Regions from separate parts of the Mus musculus genome. Here all the other regions are linked to region 1. A link is a contact called in public HiChIP or PLAC-seq and promoter capture Hi-C data. All regions are on one chromosome and are shown on one strand. Each heading gives the region's core, a stretch centred on a gene start, on an enhancer-like site or on the middle of the called end of the contact. The rest is flanking DNA. Distances are from core to core; before and after follow the strand shown.

What was found. Promoter capture Hi-C pulls out the DNA fragments that hold promoters and counts their contacts. HiChIP or PLAC-seq counts read pairs in DNA pulled down with a chosen protein or histone mark. Capture Hi-C pulls out chosen DNA fragments and counts their contacts.
Region 2: a promoter capture Hi-C map of pre-B cells shows a contact between it and region 1, with 3 times the contacts expected there. The contact joins the promoter of Ell here to the promoter of Slc35e1 in region 1.
Region 3: a promoter capture Hi-C map of adipose tissue shows a contact between it and region 1, with 2.2 times the contacts expected there. The contact joins the promoter of Myo9b here to the promoter of Slc35e1 in region 1. A contact is called at or near these places in 1 of 39 promoter capture datasets (pre-B cells) and 1 of 9 other capture datasets (adipose tissue).
Region 4: a contact with region 1 is called in a promoter capture Hi-C map of liver, with 2.4 times the contacts expected there. The contact joins the promoter of Use1 here to the promoter of Slc35e1 in region 1. A contact is called at or near these places in 1 of 39 promoter capture datasets (pre-B cells), 3 of 484 Hi-C or Micro-C datasets (B cells, CD4 T cells and uterus), 1 of 115 datasets of contacts at active chromatin or transcription factors (thymic regulatory T cells) and 2 of 9 other capture datasets (adipose tissue and liver).
Region 5: an H3K27ac HiChIP or PLAC-seq map of thymic regulatory T cells shows a contact between it and region 1, with 6 times the contacts expected there. The contact joins the promoter of Ankle1 here to the promoter of Slc35e1 in region 1. A contact is called at or near these places in 3 of 39 promoter capture datasets (cranial neural crest, embryonic stem cells and pre-B cells), 3 of 115 datasets of contacts at active chromatin or transcription factors (pancreatic cancer cells, regulatory T cell precursor and thymic regulatory T cells) and 2 of 9 other capture datasets (adipose tissue and liver).

The regions. Positions count from the first base shown.
Region 1 is chr8:72,489,731-72,494,709 of GRCm38.p6, reverse strand. It overlaps Slc35e1 (solute carrier family 35, member E1), which reads left to right and starts at 2,096. Exons shown (of 6, transcript NM_177766.3): 1 at 2,096-2,544; 2 at 2,798-2,868. The coding sequence starts at 2,124. Med26 (mediator complex subunit 26) reads left to right here. Exons shown (of 3, transcript NM_027485.4): 3 at 1-152.
Region 2 is chr8:70,536,907-70,541,885 of GRCm38.p6, reverse strand. Ell (elongation factor RNA polymerase II) reads right to left here and starts at 2,211. Exons shown (of 12, transcript NM_007924.2): 1 at 2,045-2,211. The coding sequence starts at 2,179. Gm51534 (a long non-coding RNA gene) reads left to right here and starts at 2,357. Exons shown (of 2, transcript XR_003947400.1): 1 at 2,357-2,418.
Region 3 is chr8:71,270,768-71,275,746 of GRCm38.p6, reverse strand. Myo9b (myosin IXb) reads right to left here and starts at 3,033. Exons shown (of 40, transcript NM_001142322.1): 1 at 2,918-3,033. Haus8 (4HAUS augmin-like complex, subunit 8) reads left to right here and starts at 3,157. Exons shown (of 11, transcript NM_001163042.1): 1 at 3,157-3,463. The coding sequence starts at 3,435.
Region 4 is chr8:71,365,036-71,370,014 of GRCm38.p6, reverse strand. It overlaps Use1 (unconventional SNARE in the ER 1 homolog (S. cerevisiae)), which reads right to left and starts at 2,798. Exons shown (of 8, transcript NM_025917.4): 1 at 2,646-2,798; 2 at 2,322-2,371; 3 at 2,167-2,245; 4 at 1,904-2,056; 5 at 1,453-1,465; 6 at 1,138-1,165; 7 at 712-883; 8 at 283-488. The coding sequence starts at 2,780. The coding sequence ends at 306.
Region 5 is chr8:71,403,283-71,408,261 of GRCm38.p6, reverse strand. It overlaps Ankle1 (ankyrin repeat and LEM domain containing 1), which reads right to left and starts at 2,250. Exons shown (of 9, transcript NM_172756.3): 1 at 2,165-2,250; 2 at 1,923-2,075; 3 at 1,478-1,583; 4 at 1,289-1,400; 5 at 513-1,049; 6 at 220-391. The coding sequence starts at 2,226. Babam1 (BRISC and BRCA1 A complex member 1) reads right to left here. Exons shown (of 9, transcript NM_026636.2): 9 at 3,490-4,067. The coding sequence ends at 3,864. It overlaps Gm39193 (a long non-coding RNA gene), which reads left to right and starts at 2,251. Exons shown (of 2, transcript XR_870504.2): 1 at 2,251-2,386; 2 at 2,543-2,914.

The DNA.
Region 1 (4,979 bases), core at 847-3,346:
TCATAAACGCGATTTGCAAAAACAAGGAGCCTTAGTGAATGTACAGTACCTAGACTTCTGTGTTCGCGCAGAAGGGAGCAACTTTGCTATTTGGTCCAGTAAGTGGACAACTTGTGATATAAATGTGGAAATAAAAAAAATATTTGCACAAACCAGTTTTGGAATCATTTCTCATTTGCACATGTATAGCTAAATCTGGCCTTTCCTACAGGGGTAAGTGCCTGGAGCCCACATCCATACCTACTATGCCAGCCTTGGTGACATCCCTTTAGCTTTATTTTGTAGCGGCAGGCAGGGCCTCTCTATCTGCTTTTCATTGATTCATGGTCAACAACATCCCCTTGGTCACCCACCTAGAGGAGCCTCTTAGTGACATGGTGTACACCTTCCCTGCCCATCAGGGAGATTGCATGGCCCAGATGTACATAACTATTTTCTGGCCCTAGCCCTGGGCTAGCAGCTGCAGGCAGACCCAAGGCTGCCTCCATACCTGACAGGTGTCCACTAAGATGTCACCTTCGTTATATAGTAATGATCTACCCCCTCTCTCCCACATACACAATTAAGCCAAGATTAGGTGTCTAGTATTTTTTTTTCACTCATCCATATCTTCTTAATTTCAAAGATAACAGTTATTCATAAAACAGCAGCTTCATGGTTTAAGTCTTAGAACATACCTCCTGGTCTGGTTGGTACCAAAGCCAACCCAGAACCCGTTTCAGAGCCAGTAGGAATTTCTGAGGTTTGTTGCAGAATGGCCCCACTCCCCATTACAGGGCCATTTGAGGAGGTGAAACCACAGCTGGGTTGCCCTGAGTACATGTACCTGTTGTGAAATGAAAAAGCTTCCAGAGTTGCCAGGGCCAAATCCAATATGAAATAAAAGCAACCAAAACACATCAGTGGGGCCATCTGACACTGCTCTGTCCAAAGATCCTAATTCCTCTTGTATTTAGTTTGTGACAAAGGCCTTAGGGTACAAAGCCCAGCGTCCTATCACCATATTCTTAAACTCCTGCTTTGGGAGGGACCAGGCCATTTTCTACTCAGATCCACAAGGACTGCCACATGTGTGATGAGTATCCAGCAAACCCCAGGGTACAACACAGTCTACCTTGAAGAACGGGTGAGTAGCTACGCATGGTGCTCAGGAGGCGGAGGCAGGCAAATCTCTGAGTTCGAAGCTAGCCTAATCTACAAATCGAGTCCATGACAGCCAGGAATCTGTTACACAGAGAAAAGCAAACCAAAACATAGGTGAGGTAGAAAGACACCCTGGCATTCAAGGAGACGCTGTAAAGGAGAATATTGAGGTTGGCGAGATGGCTCAGCAAATAAACGCTTGCTGCCAGAGTTAGTTTCTTTTCCTGGATGCACATGGTAGAAAAGAGACAAAAGACTCAACTCGTCTGACCTCAATATGTGTATACACACGCTCGTGCCCGCCTCCATAAATGAACACATTTTAAGGAGCGCGAACAACTATTCTCCCTCACTTAAAAGCACACGATCTTGGGAATCGAGTTTTGTAAGTCTAGTCCTGCCTTCGTGGTTTTGCCCAGCATCGTACCGGTCAGCTGAGCTCTTAAGACACTGTCGCAGGAGACACTTAACCCTGGATTTCTCTCGGTTGGTCTGTGAGGGGAAATTGACACCTACCGCACAGCTTCCGAGGACCCGGCGTAGTCCAGAGGATTTACCGCAATCGGTTTCTTTTCTTCTAAAAGATCTAAGCCCTGTCTACGCCCCAGGCACGCGGCTTCCACAGCCTCAAGTGGGCGGGCCCGCGTCGCCCGGCACCTCCCACGGAGTCCTGCCAGTCACCGGAGAGAACGTAACGCGCTTAACCCACCCGCGGGCCCTACGGCCCGCCTTCCGGGCTTAGCCCCGCCCCCTCCCGGAAAGCGTTTAAGTGAGGGTAGGGCCCTCGCCGACGACGTGTACGGGCGCGTCGGCGGACGCGCGACGATGACGTATGGGGCGGTGGCCAATGGCGAGCGGCGATGACGCAAGGGCCAGGGGCCAATGGTGAGCGGCGTCTGCCGGCGCGCCCTCCAGGGCTGTCCCGCCCCCTGCCCGCGTCCGGCGGTCGTCCGGCGGGAAGGGGCGGCCGCTCGGGCAGGATGGCGGCGGCGGCAACCGCGGGTCCCGGCGCGGGCGCAGGGGTCCCGGGCGCGGGTGGCGGCGGCGGGGCGCGCGAGGGTGCGCGGGTGGCGGTGCTGTGTCTACTATGGTACGCGCTGAGCGCGGGCGGTAACGTGGTCAACAAGGTGATTTTGAGCGCCTTCCCGTTCCCGGTCACCGTGTCGCTGTGCCACATCCTAGCGCTGTGCGCGGGGCTGCCGCCGCTGCTGCGCGCCTGGCGCGTGCCGCCCGCGCCACCCGTGTCGGGCCCCGGACCCGGCCCGCATCCGGCGTCCGGCCCGCTGCTGCCGCCGCGCTTCTATCCGCGTTACGTACTGCCGCTTGCCTTTGGCAAGTACTTCGCGTCGGTGTCGGCGCACGTCAGCATCTGGAAGGTGCCGGTCTCCTACGCGCACACCGGTAAGTGCTGAGGCGGGCTTTGCGCGCTGTCTGGGGCTTCGAAGTGTGGGTACGAGTGCGCGGGCCGTCTGACTGAGACGCCGCCAAGGTGCGTCGGATTCTCACGTTGGAAAAGGTCTGAGGAGTTTACCGAGCGCCTAGCAGAATTGACTCCAGCTATTGGGATCGAGAGGAAGCCTTACAGAAGGAAGGTTCAGGGTCGGGTGTGCAGGTTGCCAGGACTGCCCACTGAGTGCCTTTTCCTCTCTTGCAGTCAAGGCCACCATGCCCATCTGGGTGGTCCTCCTGTCCCGGATCATCATGAAGGAGAAACAGAGCACCAAGGTAACTCTGGCAGAAGCCCTGGGCTAGGCGGGATTCCCAGTAGCTGACCAGGTTGATGACGTGGTTGGACCGTGGCATCCTCCTGCTTCCTGTCAAATAAGGAAGTCAAGGTGTCAGCCTTGTCCTGTGGCTAGCACCTAGCATCCCGCACTCACCTTTCAGACAGCAGATGTGTGTGTGAATGGGGCGATATCACCACATAATCTCTTGCTTGTTGTCCCTGAGCGCCACATCCCTCTGGCGTCCACTGTTCTTTTCTGTTATGATTCCGACTCTGGGATTGGTGGTAGGTGATGTCTTTGGTTCCATTTTAGCAAGTCACCAACAAATTAAGTTGGGACAAGTTTTCCTTCTCTTATTTTATTTTCTAATGTTTATTTATGTGTGTGTGTTGTGCATTGCCACGTGTATGGAAGTCAGAGGACAGTTTTCACCTTGTGGATACCTGGGATCAGATTCAAGTTGTCAGGCCTGGTCCTGACGAACTTACAAACTATCATGTCCTAGTTTTTCTGTCACTAGACAGAATGGTTGGTAGGGGTTGTCTGGATCTGATGTGAGTAGGCCAAAGGAGTTTGACCGTGGCAGAATCTAGCCAGTTTGTAGAAACTAAAACTTTACAAAGCCTGGCATGGTGCCATGGGTCTGTCTTCCCAGCACTTGAGAGGCAGAGGCAGGAGAATAAGGAGTTCTAGACACACACCTTTAACACAGCACTCTGGAGGCAGAGGCAGGAGGATTTCTGAGTTGGAGGTCAGCCTGGTCTACATGGTAAGTTCCAGGACTCTGTAGAGAGACCCTGTCTCAAAATTAATTAATTAATTAATTAATTAATTGGAAGAAAGAAGGGGCAAAAGAAAATATGGTTGTAGCTCAGTGTGGAGCCCTTGCTAAGAACCCAAAGGCCTGGGGTTCAACCCCCATTTTGAACCAAGGAACCTTGGGTTGTGATTATCTGGACATGGATCATATATAGCACCCAGAGCTCAGAGCTGCCCAGGGAAGGTGCCAAGCCAGGTGTTTTCTGGCCTGGGACTAAAGAACAAGCTCACTGTGTCGTGTGCAGTAGGGATGCCACTGTTCGGCTGGAAACCATCGAACCTTGTACAAGTGCTCACTTTCCTGTGCCCTATAATTGATGCACATGGATCAATGCAGAAACTGGACCACCTCTGGCTGAGTTTTGTTCTCAGACCCAACTTTATCCTGGTGAGCCTTGTCGGCACTCTGCAGTCCCTGCCAGGATGATACCAGGTAGGACTAGCCTCCTGGGGGGTCAGAGTTGCTGGGGAGGCACCCAGGTGTGTCACCTGATAGCACACCTTGTGTTTATCAGTTTTCCTGGTCACTGGGGATATTGTACCTAGCTCAGGGCCTCACAAGTGCAGGATCTGGAGATCAGCCCTCTTGGGCGACTTGCCCTGCAAAGCAGATGGGTCAGTCTGGGAATCCTTGTTCTCAGGGGAAGATGTAGGACAAAGAAAGCGGGCTATGGCCAGGAGTGCAGGGCCAGGAATTCAAGTCCCAGTGGCCACTGCCCTTTTGCTCCTGAATGCTGCTTTGTTTGTTTCTATATTTATTGTTTTATGGGTATGTGACTACACACGGAGGTCAGAGGACAACTTGCAAAGTTGGTTCTCTCTTTCCACCAAAGAGTCCTGGAGATTAAACTCAGTCAATCTTTGAGGACTTTCCAGCTGCTGAGTCAACTAACTGGTCTTCCGATTGGGTTTTTGATACAAAATGTCACTGTGTAGCCCAGGCTGACCTAAGACTGGAAATCCTCTTGGATTTTTGCCTTGTTAGGTTTCGTTTGTTTGGTGTTTGTTTGTTTGTTTGTTTGATACAGGATTTGAAATAACTCAGGCTAGCATCAGCCTTTTTTCCATTTATTTATCTATTTTCCTGTGAACGTGTCTATCTGCCTGTCTGTCTGTCTGTGTCTTTGTGTGTGGTGGTTAGAGGATAGCTCTCTTACCATGTGGGTCCTGGGCATCAAGCTCTGGTTGTTAGACTTAGTGGTAAGTGCCTTTATCTTTCAGCCATCTCACCAGTCCCAGACCTGAAACTCTTAGTAATCTTCCTGCCTCGGCTTTCCGAGTGCTAGAATG
Region 2 (4,979 bases), core at 962-3,461, 2.0 Mb after region 1:
CTTTTTAATGTGGCACCAACTCAAAGCAGGGACAAGAGGTAGTGCTGGCCCTGTGAGCATCAGCTGATATCCAGTGCCTTTCTAGTTACTCAAGTTTCTCCAAGTCCCTTCCCCTGGTTCACCATTCCAAACCTGTCCTCTCCTGCCACCAGAGCTAACACTGTCTCAGCTCAGACCCCTCCACACTCAGAGAGTAAGAGTAAATCCAAGTTAGGTGCTGTGGCACACACCTTTAACCTAATAAAGGTGGCAGGTAGATCTCCGAGAGCTAGAGACCAGTATGTTCTACCTGGCAAGATCCAGGACAACCAGGATTACTTAAAAAACAAGAAACAGAGCCGGGCCGTGGTGGTACAGAGAAACCCTGTCTCAAAAAAACAAAAACAAAACAAAACAAAACAACCCCAAGAAACAAACTATATGCGTCTCTGAAGCTGGGCTGGTGGTGGTTCCTGCCTGCCACCTTGGCACCTAGAGTCAAGAGTCATGGGTTTGACAGCAGCCTAGGATAGAGTGAAGCTCTGATGCTGACCACAGATTACACTCCAAAGTCGCCTTGCCAGTAAGTGCCCTGTCAGCTTTCCAGATAAACACAGGTTTGGACTGTCCCAAAACTGAATGCTGTCAGCCACAAGACACAGAGTCCCTTATGGTTGGTAGTCAAACAGCTAGACACAACTGGCTTCCTCAGGGCCCGAGCACAGTGGCCTGCAATTCCACAAGTGCCCTCACAAGAGGAAGACCAGGCTTCGATAGGGGATGTAATGCACAGCAAAATTAAAAATAACAGTATGACAGCGGTGCTGGAGAAGGCTGTAGGGGTGGCAGAGCAAGGGCCAGCGACTGCCACCAGGTACCAAGTTCACCTGACAGCAGTGACTCATGCTCTGGCCCAGCTGTTTCTGAGAAAAGCCCTGGTTCTCCAGGACTAGTCAGAATGGCCCAAGGGGAAAGACTACAGGTTGGAATTCTAACCAGGAAGAGTGGCTGGGCTGGTCACTCAGTGGCTGCCACCCAAATCCTCACCACCTCTTCCTTCTCACCTGCAGGGGCACTTTCTGCCCCTTTTGACAAGGGAAGAAGGACTTTTTCCAAAGAGATTCAACCTGTTCTAGGAAGGAAAAAACTAAAACCCGGGCACGGGCAGGAAGTGGCTCAAAGAAGTGAAGGGAAGACATGCAGGAAGAGGTAGGCTCCCCAGATCACTGAATGGGGAATAAATTCCTGGCTTGGCCAATGGTGCAGCACATGTCCTGGGCAGGAAGAAAACCACATTCTTTCCTAGTTACTCTCTGTTCACTCGACCGCGTCAACACCCCCCGAGCCAGCACAGGCAAACACACATCCCAGACACAGACTCAACACCCCAGTCACTTTAGTAAGATGAACCCTCAAGCCACTTCCCCTGGGGTCCTGCAACTTCTGTCTCAGTGGATGGATGCAGGGTGATACCGTGGCTTGGGTGGGGCATCAAGGTGTGACCCAGAGTGAGGCACAGGAAAGAGGGACACAGCCAGGATCCCTAACCCCACTCCCAAGCCAGGAGGCAGTACCAAAAAGCCTGGAATTTCTCCCAGATGAAGAGTGGAAAATGGAGAGACCAAGTGTGGTGGCTACAGTTGCCTCCTGCTGAGTGCCCAGGGGAGGAAGCCCCCATGGCTAACACAACCACCTCCGTCGGTGAGAAAAACACAACAGCCTTGTCCAAAATATCCAGGGAAACAGGGTTACAAGAGTGGCAGGATCTGGGGCCAGGCAGTAAGTTTCTGTCAAACTACCCCTTCTATGAGTGGATCCAAACACACCTGTCATCCCAGCACTTAAGAACCTAAGGCAGGAGGATGGCCGTCAGTTCAGGGACAACCTGAGCTACATAGAAAGGACCTATTTTTAAAAAAAGAGACAAGAGTAGAGCCAACCTGAAGGATGTCACTGGGGCTGGTCAAGGTATCGCCAGGTGTGGACGCGCGGCCTTGTCCCCCACAGGTCCCCGCAAGTGTCTCCCCACGGCGCAGCCTACCCGCCAGGACGCCGCAAAGCTCACCTGGTGGGCCCGGTAGCTTTCAAAAGCCTTCAAAGCACTGTCGGTGAGCTTCACGTGGAACACCGACACCCTGCTGCCGTCGCTCACGCGCCCACACGACAACCCGTAACTCCTAGCCTCCTTCAGCGCCGCCATCTTGCAACCATCACTCCCCCGCCCCCCTCCTCAGCGACTGCGCCCGCACGCCGGCCTGACCCGCCCCGCCCCGCCGCGCCGCCCGCCGACGTGCTGCATTATTCATGAGGCCAGCATAGCCACGCCCCACTCCGGGCGCGCGTGCCTTCTTTGACAGAGCTGAGGAACATTTTGCCTCGGGCCCGCACAGATGGCCACGCCCCCAAGCACTTACAGGCCCGCTCTCGGGACCGGAGACTGTGAGTCTTGCTGTATTATTCAAGAAGAGAGGTTAGCCACGCCTTCCCGCGCGCTCCAAACCCGCCTTCAAAAACTAACCACAGCGCAACTGGCCACTCCCTAAGGGTCTCGCGAGGCCAGTCATAGCCTTAAAACAGCTCTTCAGAGCTCTCTAAGAAACTTCCCTCCCTTGCAAACAACTCCCATGCGCGTGCGCCAGTTCACAGACAGGCTCCTCCTACCTGACGACTCCTCCTGCATTATTCATGAGACGAAGGCAGCCTCGACCCCAAGACTGCAGGAAACCCATCCTCATCCCAAACCCAGCAAAGCCCTCTCAGCCTCGCGACCTGTCGCGTGAGTGTGTTATTTATGAGAAACTGGCCGTGATCTCCGACGTGTTGGTAGACTGCCAGGCCGCGACGACGAACACGTTTGTTCGCAGTTGCCAGCCAGATCTAGATGGTCACTCATATGCAGCGAGCCCACCCCGCCCCCAGTGAAAAAAAAATCACCTTAAAGAAACATATTTAGCCACGCCTACACGCGTTGAAGCCCGCCTCCTCTACCAGCCCTATGCCACGCCCCCAAACGCCCATGGAACCCTGCGTCACCGAGGAACTGCTCCCCAAGCGCTCCGCGTTTGGCCACGCCCCCAAACTCCCGTAAAGCCCGCCTACCGACTTGCTGTATTATTCATGAAGCAGGCGTGGCCACTCCCCCACCCCGTGCTTGCTGATTTTCCCAGACCACCGCTTGCCCGCCAAACGCCCAACTGATACGCCCCCCGCAGTCGCAGGGTCTGCCCTACTTCAGTTCATGCACTGGGCTACATAGTCAGACCCCAAGCTCCCGAGGCCCTCCCCAGAAGCCTCAGCCGCTGGGCAAGCTGAGTTATTCAGGAGTTGCCGCTGCCGCGTTTCAAAAACCAATTTTCAAGGGTTTCCCACCCAACTGACTTAAGATCCCTGACCGCTTGACCGACGTGGCCTATTCCCCACCCGCTCATAAGTATAAGAGCTGACGGTTCCATCTTTCCAAGCTCCTAACCTCGCCGCTACATGTGTTACTCATGAACCCTTAACACTTGAACTTGGGCCTTTCAGCTTGATATTTATGCTTTTTTTCCGCGTTCCTTGGGTGGAGTCTAGGCACAGCTCTCCAGAGGGTCAAGTGCCAGGCCTGCTCGCACCAGGACGGAGTGGGCGTCTGTTGAGGCTTGTGGTGGGCGTGGTTACATAAACCAAGTGGGCGTGGGCTTGCCCGGTCCAGCTAATAGGGGGGATCCCCAGAACCAGGGCAAGAACTGTGGAAACAGGATGAAGTGCTGATTATGTCTGATGCTAAAAGTTCAACAACTGGATGAATATCCCACACGTCACGCGCTGGTTTTCCAATAAACAACTCTTAACGCAACATCCAACACGTACTCAATGTTGCACAACCGACACCACTGACTGTTCCAGAATATTTCTATCAAAGGAAAGCCTGGTCCTCATTTGCAGTTTTTCCTGTTCCCTCTCTGTCACCTGGCAACTCTGATCTGCTTGTCTTTGTGGGTATTTCATAGTGCGGTCCTACAACCTGAGGCCTTTGAGGTGTGATTGTTGTCAAGGATCATCAATTGGTGATGAATCAGAGCTTCGTTCCTTTTTGATGACTATGTAATATTTTGGTGTGTGTAATTAACAGCTTCTCTTACTCATGTGATGATCAGCATCAATTACTGCTGCTCACTGCTTACCTGTGGACACTTTTGTTTTTGTTTTAAGATATATTTATCTGATGTCTGCGAGTACACTGTAGCTGTCTTCAGACACACCAGAAGAGAGCATCAGATACCATTACAGATGGATGTGAGCCACCATGTGGTTGCTGGGAATTGAACTCAGGACCTCTAGAAGAACAGTCAAGACCTCTGAGCCATTTCTCCAGCCCTGTAGACAGTTTTTGTTTTTGTTTTTGGAGACAGGGTTTCTCTGTATAGCCCTGGCTGTCCTGGAACTCACTTTGTAGACCAGGCTGGCCTCGAACTCAGAAATCCGTCTGCCTCTGCCTCCCAAGTGCTGGGATTAAAGGCGTGCACCACCACACCCGGCTAAGCATAAAGTTTTTAACATGTTATGGAGAAGAGGTCCTAGCTAGTCAAGCCATAGAGTGGAGCTGCCAGCTGCAGTCTCCAGGAGACATCTCTGTAGATTTAGTTCAACCACAGAGCAGAGTCAGGAAATGCTTTGTTTCACCAACACAGTCCTGGTCTCCCTAGTGCTAAGATGATAGGTGTGAGTCACCACCCAGCTTTGAGCTACTTTTATGTGCATGAGTGCTTACATACATGTGTCTATGTGCCATGTACAGCCATAAGAAGGTATGAGGTCTTCTAGAACTGGACTTACAGATGGTTGTGAGTTTCCATGCTGGGAACTGAACCCAAGTCTTCTGCAAGAGCAGCAGGTACTCATAGCTCCTGAGCCACCTCTCCAGACCCTTGTTTCAAGGCATGGTTTCATGAGTCCAGGTTTGCCTGCAATTTACCATATAGCTTAGGGTAGCTTGAACTCAGAATCCTCCAGTCTCAGTG
Region 3 (4,979 bases), core at 1,784-4,283, 1.2 Mb after region 1:
CAAGAAAAGTGACAGTTTGCTTCCAGATGGGGACAGAGTCTCCAGAAACTCAGGTCAGTGGTGATACAAGGAGAAGAGAAACAATGGCCCTGCTGTGCCTGCCAGGCTGCTTCGGCTGATTCACCTGCCCTACTCTTCCCCTGGTCTCCTTCCATGCAGTGGCCAGCGGGATCTAGCAATCAAGGCGTCCCCACCTCTCCTGACTCCTGCAGGTGACCCTGAGATGCACCGAGGCTAGCGGGGACTGCAGCACAGCATCTATAACCACCTTGGGTCCATTCCATGTGGCCCACTCTACTCCATACAACCCATCATCATCATTGGTCAACACACTCCTGCCAATGCAAGCTGGGGACACTACAGCATCACATGGTGCACAGATGGCCCTGGGGCAAAGAATGGCCCCCCACACCAGATGTCAGGACAGTTTGACAGCCAAACTTGGGTAAAGGCTATTTTAGAGGGTTAGGGAATACAGACACAGACTTGTTGGCTTTTTGCTTTCTTAGGGTGCTGTGGATATTTGGGCTGTTTGTGTGATAAGAGCTAGAGCATAAACTTAGCCTCCCAGCCTCGCTTCCTGGTTCTAGAAAAGTCTAGGGATCTATCTCCAAACCCAGCACCTGCCTGAGTCCATTTTGAGAAAGGACTCTTTCCTGGTGGTTGAATGGAAAAGAAAATTGAAACAAACTAAAGCAGAGGCTACAGCAAGTATCCCAAAGAGGAGAGTGACAGGATATCTGTTCCTGTCACTCTGGGTTCACCACTGACATGGCTTCCCAGGATTGACTGCAGACCAGACACTCTTCCCAGGAAACATAGTGGACCCCCCCACATCCCAAGTCTTGCTCTCAGTCTTCCCAATTCTGCCCCTGTGATAACTCATGTCACCTGTCATTGTGAAGGTCTGCCTAATGGGAATGCCATTCTTTCCATGTAAAGGGACAATAGCTGTTCCTCTGAGGCACAAGGAGATCTCAGCTCTGCTCTCAGGAGGCAGCCAACCACTTGGCACAACCAGCTCTTGCTTGGTTAATTTTGGACCCATTCACCACATGTTACCAGAGAGATAAGGAAAGGGAAGCCACAAGTTCATGGTCTCTTGTCAGGAAGGGAGTCAAGCCCAGGAGTCCTGAGTCCCCACCTGACCCACAAGGTACTAGCTAGACTTGAGAGAGGGTTTTACCCAAGTAGGAGGTCAAAGCCAGAGCATTGTGCTTCATGCAGGTAGCATCCTGGACACCTGACTGGAGGTGTGGCTCTATGGTGGAACACTTACCCAGTAAGCAAGCACAAGGTTCTAAGTTCCGTCCCCAGCATTTGCAGGGCAAGAGACAGAAAGTTGGAGCTGCATAAAACCAAAGGGTGTGTACCAGAAACATGAAAGTTAATAAGTGGGGTTAGCTCTGGAAAAAGGCTGACACAGGCCAATCCAAAGGAGAAATAGGCAGAGTCTTGCCCCAGGCCAGACCCCAAACAAGGCGCTTGCTTCTTCCAGGAGACCTCCACTGAGTCACAGCTCCAAGTAAGCAGGAGAAAAAGTGTGTCATGCATAGGAAAGTTCATGTCCTTCCTGGGGTCTCAGGACCAAAAAGTCTTCGATATTCCAAGGGGCATGACTTGCACCGTGTGCCCTTGGGCAAGCTAAGTTGAAAGATTTCTTCCAGAACATTCTTGAAGTGAATGGGGCAGTCATGTCTCTAAGGCTTCCTTTATATCCAGATTCCTGTACCAAATGGAGCTCTAAACCTGGCCTCCTTTCAGCAAGCACACAGCAGACAGGGAATACTGGTAAGGGGGGGGGGGGAGAAAGTGATGCCAATCAAAACCAGGCAGCTCCAAGGCCTTGTAGGAGCAGAGAGGCCGGTGACAATAACTTTATAGTTGCTCATGCCACCTCCAGCCATTCCTTGACACCTTAAGATACTGAAGTCTCAAAGACTAGACAATACCCAACAAGGTAAGGAGATACAACCTGAGGGGCTGCTAGGTGGATGTCTTAAAGTGCTGGAAAATGAGCCAAAGAGGCACAAAAGGACTCCCCTATAAAGCCTTGGGAGTTAGGGTCCCTAGAAAAAGAAGGGAGGGTTTGTTGGCAGCTGTGACTCCACGGGGCTGAGATCTCTGCCACCGCTGAGGTATACATTTCCTGTAAGTCATTTAAAAACAAAAAACAAAAAACAAAAAAACGTTTAAGTCCAAGGATGTGACTCTCTTGAGAGAGTGGCTTCCACCCTACCGGCTCCCTTTCTTCTGAAACGCAGTTCGGGTGTCAGAACCCCACCCCCACCCCGCAACCTCCTCTAGAGTCCAGCTACTCTTTTCTTGAGCAGAAAGTGATGTGCCTATCAAAGCAGAGAGAGAACCCAGAGGGCGCTGGGACTCGCCCTGGCGGATCACCCAGCTGTCCGGGAGTGAAGTCAGGAAGAAGATGAATCAAGAGGGGAAGGCGGGGGCGAGTCTCCAGAGGCTGCACCCCGTCATCTCCCTTTCCTCCTCCTCTCCACTCCTCCGGCCCTCTGAGGAACTGTTTTTGCGTGTCTTTCCAGGCCCACTCTTTTAGACGTTCCAGCCCCAACAGTGGGTTGCCACAGACCGTTTCCCATTCTCTGAGAGCCCGGCGCCTCTCTGACACCCTAGGGCTCAGACCGCGAGTGCAGAAGTCCCTTTCCCTAGCACGGCCCCTCGGCTCCGCCTTCCTGGCCTCCCCCGTTTCCTGAGATCCCCCCAGATGCCACCTTAGCCACGTCCTCTCCTCAGCCGCCGCTGAAAGACGCGGTAAGCCCGCCAGTCTCAACCCCCTCAGCGTCCACGCGTCCCCCAGGCCGCATCCTGCCCTCACGTCCCACGACTTCAGGAGCAACCCGGTGCACAACCCCGGCTCGGGTCTCCACTCACGGCCGCCGCGAGAACTTACCTGGACCTCGGGCCGCTGCGCGCCACCGGTCCCCGGCCAGCCTGCCCGCTGCTCCCGGCCGCCCCGCCCCGAAGCGACCAGCCTCGCCCGCCGCTGCACCGTGCGATTTCACTTCCGGGTTCCGGAGGCGCTGAGTGGGCGGGCGCCAACTCGTCGGAGAGGCGGGGCGACTCGAGGTCCCGCCCCATCTAAAGGCGCGCAGCGAACGCCCTCTGCGGTTGGTGCATTCCAGATGCTAAGTGTTCCACAGCTGAGAGGGGCGGGCGCTATGATAGTCACGCCCCTCCCCAGCAGTATTTTAGCCCGCTCAGGTTGGTGCCGGAAGCCCACACGTCTGAGGGACACCTTGGAGCCACGCCCTTTTTCGGCGCTCTTGGCCAGGCTGAACGAACTGTAGCAAGCTTGGAGCCCGCCCCGCGGCTCGCGTGAAGAGAGCACCCTCCGGCTTCCAGCACTACTCCCTGCCTCCTAGCGGGCGGGACCCTGAGACGCTTGCCTTTGAGTGGAAGGCGGGAGAATGGCGGATTCCTCAGAACGGGACGCAGGGTGAGTTGGGATCTCAGAAGGGCGGAATTTAGGGGCTCCTGTGGGTTGGCCAAAGACCAGATCCTGGGCTCACAGGCAGCGGAGCTGGAGAACTGGGATCTTATGAGCCAATGCCCGAATCTCTCCCAGACCAGAAGCCCAGGCTCTGAGCCGCTTCGGTGCGTGCTGGGGAGCTGGGGTCCCAGATGCAGTTCAGAATTGGGGTTGTGCGTGGACTTTGGTGGACATTCTCTCTTTTTCCCCTTGGAGACAGTGGTGTTTTTTGTTTTTTGTTTTGTGTGTGTGTGTGTGTGTGTGTGTGTGTGTGTGTGTGTGTGTATGTGTGTAGCTGATCCGGAGCTCTGTAGACCAGTCTGGCCTTGAATTCACAGAAATCTGCCTGCCAAGTGCTGGGTTCAAAGGCATGTGCCACCACCACCTAGCCTTCCTTTTTTTAAAGGAAAAACGTGACCCTACATGGTAGCACGACTTTAGTCCCAGCACAGACCTTTTCCTAGGCCTCAGGAGCTCTAGGGTTGCTTGTCGCACTCCCCTTTAGCCCTGACTCACTACACCCATGGGTGTTTGCTTAAGAGTCTGAAGGATGAGGGTCACGGGCTATTGTGACTGTATACAGCAAAGGACACTCTGTGAAGGTCAAGTGGGTGAAACAAAGGCTCTTGCCACCAAGCCTCATGATCTTATTTTGATCCATGGGTTTCATATGGTGAAAGTAGATAACTGATGTACTGGCCAGTTTTGTGTCAACTTGACACAGGCTGGAGTTATCACAGAGAAAGGAGCTTCAGTTAGGGAAATGCCTCCATGAGATCCAGCTGTAAGGCATTTTCTCAATTAGGGTCAAGGGAGGAGGTCCCCTTGTGGGTGGTGCCATCTCTGGGATGGTAGTCTTGGGTTCTATAAGAGAGCAGGCTGAGCAAGCCAGGGGAAGCAAGCCAGTAAGGAACATCCCTCCGTGGCCTCTGCATCAGTTCCTGCTTCCTGACCTGCTTGAGTTCCAGTCCTGACTTCCTTTGGTGATGAACAGCAATGTGGAAGAGTAAGCTGAATAAACCCTTTCCTCCCCAACTTGCTTCTTGGTCATGATGTTTGTGCAGGAATAGAAACCCTGACTAAGACAATTGACTACGCATTTTGTCCTCTGCCCTCCATGTGCACATCATGGCACACGAGCACTACAAACTACATAAAATGTAAAATGCTGAAATGCTAAGAGAAGAGGCCTATGGTAGGAGCCTCCTACACCTGAGACTCCCAGCCCTGAAAGGCAGGGGGTAGAGAGTAGGGATGCACAGTGGGCACAGGACAGGACAAGGCCATGTTACTGAAGCCTCTGTGAGTGGTGGGCAGGCTTTGGGGCACCATGAGGGACAACAGATGCACCTGCACTTTGTAGAACTACAGGGCCCCATGTTCTCCCATAGGCCCATGATTTGCCCCCAGAGCAGGGAGAAGCCCCCAGCTCCCAGCCCTGCTTTTGACTTGCAGGTGTGTCCAGAAGAGGTTGGGATCCCCT
Region 4 (4,979 bases), core at 1,549-4,048, 1.1 Mb after region 1:
TGTGTATACCAGGCTGGCCCTAAACTCAGTCTGCCTCCCTAGGGAGGGGATCTGCGTGGCCACTGCTCTCCCAGGCAGGTTTTAACTTTTCTTCCTGTTTTTGAGACTTGGTTTTGTTGTGTATTGTAGGCTGCCCTACGCCTTTGGAGCAGAGTGGCCAGGTGAAGGGCTGTAGGCTGACTTCAGGATAGAGGTGTCCTGGCTGGCACCACCCTGCAGCCCAGGCACCCCCTGCAACACACACACACACACACACACACTGCTAGCACTGAAGACATGTGGGTTGGTGTGCAGGCTTTCTTGTTTTATTTCAGCCTGGGCATGATTCGGATAAACAGGATCATGCTGATGAACACGAAGCACACGACAATGAGCATGGCCCACAGCAGCCAGTTCACTGACTTCTGTGCATGCTGCTCCAATCTCTCCGACTCCAGCTTCAGCTTCTCCAGGTTCTGGTCTGCCATCTTGAGTGAATGTGACAGGGTCTGTGGGAGAAGAAGGGGCTGTGTCAACAAGACTGAGACCCAAGTATGACTTTTCCTGAGTAGCCTGTGCTTCTGGTGCATAGTGTGACCTCGGCCAAGCATGCTCAGCTACCCCCTCCCCCTGGGCTTTAACAAACTCTTGCTCAACCAGCAAAACACCAGTCACAATGCCCCTTTTTTGCAGAGCTTTCTGAGGCAGACAGAGGCAGCAGTGTTACCACACCTGATTGTCCTTCTTGATGACACTCTGGGCAGCCAGTGTGTTGGTCTTGAGGCTGCGGGCCAGGCCTAGCATCTCCTCAGCCAGCTTTTCCTGGAGGCCCTGGTGCCTCTGGAGGACGAGGTCTAGCTCGGATGCTGACTGCCTCTCATCTGCAGGTCTGGACCCCTTCGCACTGCTGACGCCACATTTGTAGGTCCCCAGTAGTGATAGGTAAAGACATCCATGTGGCCCTTTCCCAAGGATCCCAGGGCCCATGGCACCACCCTCAGTTCTACTGGGGACTCAGTTTCCCCTGCTCTTTTACATTCTGGGAACAGCAGCCCCAGAAAGGACTTCCAGCAGGCAGCTGGTCCTTATAGCAGCTCAGGGGCCCCAGCTTCAGCCGCTCATTTCCCTTCCCTGTCACGCTGTGGCTGAAATACTCACGCTCGTTTCCTCATGTCCACCTCACATTCTGGAAGCAAAAGAGGCCAAGAACAAAGAAGATAGCTTTCTTGTTTCCAAACTTCTGACCTTGATCAGCAAAATGCTGTTCTGCCTGTGAACTGCTTTTTGCCCACTCTCCCTGGTCCCAGATCCCTCTCAATGGCCTAGCACTGTGCTGGGAACCATCCTCTTTCTCAGCCTCCCCTCAGGCAAAGATGACCCTGGGACCTCTTCCTGGGCTGGGAAAAATCAAGGGGGATGGGCAGGCATGAGGGCTGTGGGGTGGCAGGAACAGTCATGCTCAGCATGTCTCACCTCCAGATGGTTCCTGTGGGGAGGAGAGAGGAATGAGGCCATGCTCTTTGATATCTTCCCTAAATCTCTCTCTGCTTTGGGCTGACTCATGTAAAGCTGTGGGGCCAACTCTGGGGTTTAACCAGATGTGGTCCATTCTTCTTTGTTTTGCTAATTTTTTTTAAGACAGAGTTTCTCTGTGTAGCCCTGATTACTGGACTTATTCTGTAGAGCAAGCAGGCTGGCTTTGAACTCACAAAGATCTGCCTGCCTCTGCCTCCTCAGTGCTGAGGTTTAAAGACGTGTACTACCACCACCCAGCCAAATTCCTCTTCTTGAGCACAGTGCCTTCCTGGGGAAGCCTTGCCTAAGGCCCACTAGAGTTTGTGGTATTATTCCAGTCTTTCCCCTCTGAAGACTACTCTTTTTGCTATCCAGAGGTTGGTCCCAAGTACAAGGGAGGGAATCGTACCATGCCCAACAGCTCACTCCGCATCTCACTGGTGTAACGTGCCCTAGACTGCAAATGTACAGTCTTGGTGGCAGGCACCCGCTCCTTGGCTGTGGTGGGCACGCGGCCAGGAGCCAGGAACTGGTTAGCTAGAGCTTTTTCAGAGGAGGAGGTCTGAGGAGACATAGGAAGGGGAAGACGAGTTACTGGGGGGCTGTGCCCTGGTCCTAGGGGCTGTGGGGAACTGAGTGAGGCCCGCCTGAGGGATGGGAGGGCAGGCTCACCAACTTCTCGGCCTGCAGCATGCCCTTCAGAAAGTCCACTTTGCGGGAGTACTCGCTGATCACTTCTGAGGCCGGTTTACTGAAAGGCAGCAGGAAAAAGTTAGTCTGCTGCTGTGCCGTCGTAGGAGGTGGTGACTCGGTGCCCCCACACTCACCTTGCTTGAACTTTCAGGGCCTGCAGCATGTCTTCCAGGGCACCCACATACTGGGAGGGAAGGTATGGTGTCAGCCAAGCCAGTGGCCCAAGGCAGGAGCAAACCAGGGAGAGGGGTGGGACCCGGAGAGGAGTCAGAGAGGGGAGGGGACATAAGCGAAGACCTAGAATTGAGAGGGCGTGGCCTGTGCGTGAAGCTGTAGGGAGAAAACTAGGACGTCAGGGGTTACGCACGAGGGGCGTGTCGCCGCGGACCAGAAGGAGCGGAGACAGTGGCCTGTGGAGTTGGTTCGCAGGCCTTTGCGGCGGCGTGGGAATCCCTCACCTTCTCCAGTCGCCACTCGTCCGGTTCTCGTTTTTCTGCCGCCATCGACTCACAGCGACAAAGCAGCCGTACCAGGTTCAACTCCAACCGCGACGTCGCCAGCGGGCGATGATAGGCTCCTTCCGCCTGCGCCATCTTAGAAAAGGGCGGAAGTGCCTGAGTGAGGTCCTTCCCCTCCGAGGTCCGCCCTGCTACGCTTGGGACGGAAGTAGAGTTTTATTTCAAGCCGCAGTTTATTCAAAGATAAATCGTTTTCGTCCCTGTCTCTTTTTAAAATGATGGTCTTGATACCTGGCCTTTTTCGTTTTTTGAAGCAGAGTCTCTGTAGTCCATGTAGGCCCTGAACAGCCGATTATGTCCGGCGAGAATTCGTTGAAAGGACTGGAAAAGCCATTCCTCATCTTCCCTCGCCGGTCATTGCATTCCGCTTGTTCACCTCGCCTCTGCGCGCGCAGTGCACGTGTTTTCTACCTCTGTAGCGGGAACCTTGACCTGGGGTCTCCCCCGACCCTGCTTGATGACGTGTCAGTTGGGCGTTTCCATCTGGCCGGACCTGCTAGTTTCCAGTCCTGGCTGCCAGCATCCTGAGCTTTAATAAATCATGGTCCATGGCCCCCCCTTCCCTAGCTACCAGCAACTCTCTTTCATTTTAGGTTACATGTAGTCGGCTACATGATCGAGGCCCCGAAGGATGGAGAATATTGTACCTCCCGAAGAACTTAGCCAATGAGAAATTCAGGGATCAGGGAATGAATGCCATGAGGATTATAAAACAAGCCAGGATGCCCTGGAGCTGGATTTACCGTGGTTGTGAACCAATATTAGGTTTACCTCTTTCACTCGCATGTAACTTATGAGCATTAGAAATGCTAGACAAGCCGTCTCAGTCCACGTTTTTAGAAAAGATGCCTGTGACTCCGGGGATCTGACACCTCTGATTTCTTCACGTTTCATATGCACACACCAACACACAATTAAACATAACATTTTAACCTGGGCAGGGTGGTGGTAGGGTTTTAATCCTAGCACTCAGGAGAAAGAGGCAGGTGGATCTTTGAGTTTGAGGCCAGCTTGGTCTACAGAGAGAGTTCCAAGACAGCCAGGGCTACACAGAGAAACCCTGTCTCTAAAAAACTATTTAAACCTTAAAAAACAAAAATGATACTGGATCCCCGAGCACTGGAGTTATGGTGACTGTGAGGGCCATGTGATGCTGGTAATTGAATACTGAGCCTTGTTGCTTGTGGTTTGAATCAAAATGAGCCCATAGTAAACCACAGGCAGTGGCCATATTGGAGGAAGTACACCATGGGGTGGGGTGTGCTTTGAGGTCTCAAAAACTAGGCCTACTGGAATACAGTCCTTTTCCTGCTGCCTGCTGATTCAGATATGGACTCCTCAGCTACCTCTGTCTGAGTGTCACCATACTTCCTGACATGACAATGATGGACTAAACTCCTGTGAACCAGCCCCCCCCGCCCCCCAATTTTTCCTTTATAAAAGTTGCCATGGTCATGGTGTCTCTTCCCAGCAATAGAAGCCCTATGTCCTCTGAAAGAACAGTAAGCACTGTTCGGAGCTAGCTCTCACTATACAGCCCTGACTGGCCTCTTTTGAGATTAAAGGCCTGTGCCACACTAGTACCTGCACGCCATCCTGACTACCACACCCACAGAATGTGTCTCCTTTCTAAAGAGGAAAGATGCTGTGTTGTATGTATGTACCATTTTTTTGCTCTTCTGCTCACCTGCTGCTACAACCTGCATTACTTTGGGATTGACCGAAATGGAGTGACATGGAATAAAGAAACAACAGTCACACATACCTAAGACCTGGCATTGGGTGGGATGTCTTACATTTTAAATTTGATTATTTGTGTGTGCATGTGCTCTTGTGTCATACATCACAGTGCACACCTGGGGATTAGAGGACAACTTGTGGAATGGGTTCTCTCCTATTGAGTGGTTGAGCCTATCTGCCACTGCTTGTGACTGGCCTTCATAAGGACCAGAGCATAGCAGGTTTCCTGGGGTCCCATTCACTTCAGAAAATGTGCTATGGAATACTGAGTTCAGGGTCCACAAAGGAGCACTTCTGTGGAGTGACTGATGTGTTTATAAAAAGATAAAGAGAGGAGATATGTTTTGGTGGATGTGTAGTTAGGTATGGAGGAAGGGGGTACCTCCATGGGCCCATGCTGAGGCATCCCTTCCCCCTGAGGGACCATCCACACGATGGTATAGAATAGTTTATTCAATGCATGGGGAGGGTAGTTGAGGCAGAGAAAGGCAGAGAGAGAAAGAGAAAGAGGGAAGGAGGGAGGGGGGAAGAGAG
Region 5 (4,979 bases), core at 1,001-3,500, 1.1 Mb after region 1:
CTACTGTTTGTTGGGGGTTTTTTGTTTTGTTGTTTTGAGTTTGATGTTACAACCCTGACCTGAGATCACAGTCTGATCTTATAAACCATGAGATGGAGGCAGAAACTATCAGCAAGGGGTAGCCCTTCCCCTACCCAACCAGAAAGGAACTTGCAGAGCGGAGTTTTGCTCTGCACAGTCATCCTCTAATTTCAGCCCCTGGCTTTTCTGTCACCATACCTGGGGTCGAGAAGTAGATACGTAAAACTAGACTTTGTAATGCCTTCCCGCCACTTCTTCAAGGGATCCAGCCGCTGAAAGCACTGAGCCAGGGCTTCCTCATCCACCTGGCAGTCAGGGATGGTGCCTGTCCTTAGTGCCTCCGCCAGTTCTTGGCTATGCCCTACATCAGCTGGGGAGGGGAAACGGATTCAGGGTGGAGGACAAAAGCTGGTGAGGGTGGTTTATCTAACAGCCAAGGCAGGATTCCTGGAGTGTAGCCAGACTCTGAATACCACCACCTAAGGACTCACCACGGCTAGCCTGGGCTTCCTGCAGCCGCCGTAGATAGTGTCCTCTGGTGAAAGGTGTGACGGGTCCAGGGCTATAGCCCAGCGCCCGCAGGGCCTGGAGGAGCTGCAGATCCGACATGGGGGGCACCGAACTGTGGGGGTGCAAAGCCCCCAGATCCCCATCACCAGGCAGTACGGGTTTGTCCGTGTCCCTTGCAGTCAATGTCAGGACCTGCGGCTGGCAGTTGGGTGCTCCCTTCCCAGCTGACACAGCCCCACGGGTTACCCACAAGCCAGCCACTAGCTCCAATGCCCCCCCAGGGCGCCCGGGCTGCAGAGAGTCCTCCACTGCAGTGACAAACGAAGCATCGCTGCTGTAGTCTGAGTTCTCGGTGGCCTCAGAGCTCTGGGGATGCACAGCCACCTCTACAGCCTCCACCTCCAGCTCAGCTCTATGCACGTGCAACTCCGAATCTTGAGAAACTCCAGAAGACTCTGCTAAGGCAGGTCCTTGGCATGTTTCAGTTTCAAAGCTACCCTGGGCTACATGAAACGTCTCTGCATATAGATGTATAAATGTATGGATAAATAAGTAATCAGATATAACACAGATATAAACAGGTATGATATAGACATGATAAATGATATAGGTGCGAGATGACTGACAGGTAGGTAATTGGCATGATAGTTATGTGACCGATAAGATAGACCATGGATAGTGATTGACACGATAGATGTACAAACAGAACTGGGCCGGGCAGTGTGGTAGCCCGGTACACCCCCTCAGTTCCTCTCACCTGTGGGTTCTCGGGTCTCATCAGGCTGGGTGGGCGTGTCCAGCTCCTGCAGCACTCGTGCGCAGTTGTGGTGTCGCTGCTGTAGTGCCCAGTCCAAGGGCCTGAGCCCATCCTGTGCAGTCACCGTCAGCAGGGGGCGTCCTTAACCCACCCTCCTGCCACCCATGTGTGCCTGCGCGGGGTACTGACCTGGTCCCGCAGTGTGGGGTCACCTCCTCGGCTCAGCAGCAACTCCAGAGCACCACAACAGCCCCACGCGGCAGCCACATGCACAGGCGTCAGCCCCTCCGCGGACCTGGGATCCCCAAAGACAGAGGAGAGGTGTGCGGCGTTGGTTCCTTTCCTAGGCAGTCTCGCATAGCCCAGGCTAGCCATGAACTCCTGCTCCTCCTGCCTCAGTTCCCCGTGCTGGGATGACCGGTGCCCACTACCATGTGAGACTCTAATTCACGGTCATCCTCTTGCCTCAGTCTCCCAGAGTGCCAGATGACAGTTATGGGACACCTTGTACCCGACCTTGGAAGCAGACATTTCCATCTTAGACCTGACTGACGCCTCGGACCCGGAGCCTGACGTCCAGTGCCGCTGTCCCAAGTCACGCCTACCGCACCCAGGGACCCGGGCCGCGCCTCACCGAGCATTGGGATCCGCTCCCCAGCGCAGCAGCATCCGAAGGCAATGCAGGGCGCGCGGGTGGCTCGCTCTGGCTGCCAGGTGCACCGCCGCAGCGCCATCGTCCAACACCAGGTTGGGGTCCGCTCCGAGGCGCAGCAGCTCCTCCACAGCCCTGCAGGAGGACGAGCACAGTAGACCTCAGACCTCCTGACCACCCGGGGAGCAGAAGGTCGGGTAGCACCCGGACCCGGCCGCCCTCACCGCGCCTCCTCCTCGCGTAGTGCTGCTAGCAGCCTCAGAGCCAAGCATGCAGTATCGGCCATGTCCCATAGGAGTCACCGCCCTCTGCAGTTCAAATTCGCGCGGCAACTGTCTACGCACGCGCAGCCACGCCCACCTCTGCTTCTGGCCCCGCCCCACGCCGATCGGGATTGACTAGCTGCACCCTACGTCCGGAGCAAGCCAGAGGGACTCCAGGGTTTGGTGCGTACATCTGGGATGCCAGGAGAATTACAGCAAATTCCAGGGGAGCTGGGGATAAAGAGCGGGGCCTCTCTTTGTCTTTAACAAAACAAACTCCTGGATACCCCTGACGGACCTCAAGGTATTCAAAAACTTACAGTCATTCTCCTGTCTCAGCCAACCGAGTGCTGGGATCAGACTCCCGAGGAACAGCATGGCACAGCTGAGTTGGCTGTAGCTCTGTGGAGTAGAGCTTTGAGAGGACCAGCGAGACGGCACAGCTGGTCAAGATGCTTGCTGCCAAGTCTAGTGACCTGGGTTCGATACCCAGAACCCACACATTGGAAAGAAGGAACAGGCGGACTTCGACACGTGTGCCTGGGCCGGGAGCCTGCACAAGCACACGCACGTGTGCACATACACATTAATTAATTAAAAAATATAAAGAGCTTCATTTTCCTTATTTGCAAATGGGAGTACAGGGCTCAACACTAAGTGCCCAATAAATGCAAAGGCCAGAAAATCAAGCTGACCTACTTTTTAAATTAACTAAAGTGTGTGGGTGTTTTGCTTGCATGACCAGAAATGGGGCATCGAATCCCCGGAAAGTGGACTTGTGAGACCCCGTGTGGGAGCTGAACCCGGGTGTTCCGCAAGAACAGCTTGTGCTCTAAATGGCTGAGTCATCATAGGCTCCTGGCCTATTTTTTATGCACCGTTTGATCCAGTGCTTCCCAATGCGGGCCCTGCTAACCTAGAACTGGCCTCCTCATGTCTCAGCCGCCTGTATCAAGGTGAGCCCAACTCCCACCCACTGCCATTTTGTTTTCTATAAATGGAGAAGGTGGACAGGTTGAACCTCTGGTCTGACCTGGGGCTGGGGGGTTCCTGGGTTTCCCTTCCTCTTCTAGGGCGCACACCCTATGTCCCCATCCTTGCCTAGGACATCAGGGTTCCAAACCCTAGGCAGTGATTGCTCATGGCGAGACCACATGGCTACACAAGTTCAATCAGATCAGGATACTGAGATTGGGGGTGACAGGTGTCATCAGAACCCACTTCCCACTTGGAGCTGGGACTTTTGTGTATCTAGGAGGTCCCAAATATGACAGCCATACCAGTTCCACTTTCAATAGATCTTCCCTGTTTCTGGAGGACTTTCTGGATAAAAGAACATCTGGAGTGGGTTCTGTAGGATGAAGAGGAGTTTGGAAAGCGCAGTGAACACCAGCCTGTGGGTTACTCGGATACAGCTGAGCCTGAAGCCATACACCACTGCTTTGTTTAGTGCCTGTTTTCTGTGACATTAATAACAGGTCTCAGTGAGCCCAAAGTGACACCAAGGGTGGGCTCAGGGACCTCAGATTTTTATTCCGGTGACAAAAATAGTCCCAGGAAGAATGAATTTACAGTGGACAGAGTGGGATTGAGCATGGGCCAATAATAGTGTGCCTGCGCTCTCCTCATAGGAGGGTGCGGAGATGTCACATGTCATAGTTCACACAGTGGCTTCCTCTTCTCCAGCCTCCTCGTCCTCCTCCAGCAGGCTGTAGCTCGCGTGGGTCTGGCAGGGTCTTTGCAGCGGGTGGGCCAGCAACTTGGCCATGCAATTGTGCAGCTCCAGGGCAGGACCAGCAAGTGCTACCTCATACTTGTAGCTGGCGCCCTTGGTGTCCAGGCTACCCATGAAGGCAAACATGTCCTGTGGAGGCAGTGCGGACTGGTTAGGGTGATCATCAGTGTGGGAGGCACTGCGGGCTGTTCAGGATGATCATTAGTCCTTACAGGCCCTCCCTGTCCCTGGAGGCCTTCCCAGAGGAAGTGACATCTAGAGTGGCCACAAACTATTGCAGTCAGCAACAGTTCCCAGCATTCTATAAGCGCAGTGTGTGGCTTGGAGGCAGCTCAGTGGACACAAAACTACCTCAGAAAGCTCAATGCAGCAGGGCACATTTAAGCCAGAGGCACTCCCAATGCAGGATGGAAGGATCCTGAAGCCAGAGACCAACCAGGGCAGCTGGGGTACAACCAGAGACCCTGCTTCAAGCCAGAGCCAGAAGGGAGGCCAAGGGCAGCTCCCCACAGGAGGACTCTTCTCTGGGTTGGTGTTTCTGTAACCCAGGCTAGCCTCTTGTGTATCAGTTTCCCCTGAGACTGAAACAGTCCATCCTGGAGGAAAGCCCCTGAAGCAGGAAGGTAAACAGCTCCAAACAGCTTCCCAAGTCCCTAAAACTGAGCAGATGCACTAGGCTCCTCCCTGTGCAAACACTGTGAGACCAAACCAGATGGGACACCCTCATATCACAATCCCAGCCTCCGCCTTTCAGGTGTTTCCCTCAAGGTGAAGGGCTAGAGTCAGTGTGTGCACCTGCCTGGGCTTAGTAGGTGTGGAGGTCAGAGTACAGTCTTTGGGAGTCAGTCCCCTCCTCCCATCATGCCAGTCCTGGTTTTAAACTCAGGTCCTCAGCTTGTCTGCAAGTGCCTTTATCTGACCCATGCCTCAGTCATGTAAACTCGACTTCACAGACTTTCGATCCCTCCTACTCAAGATCACACAGCAAGTTCATAGGTGAAGAGACAACTTGGGAGGGGTTGAGAGGGGAGGATACAGCTG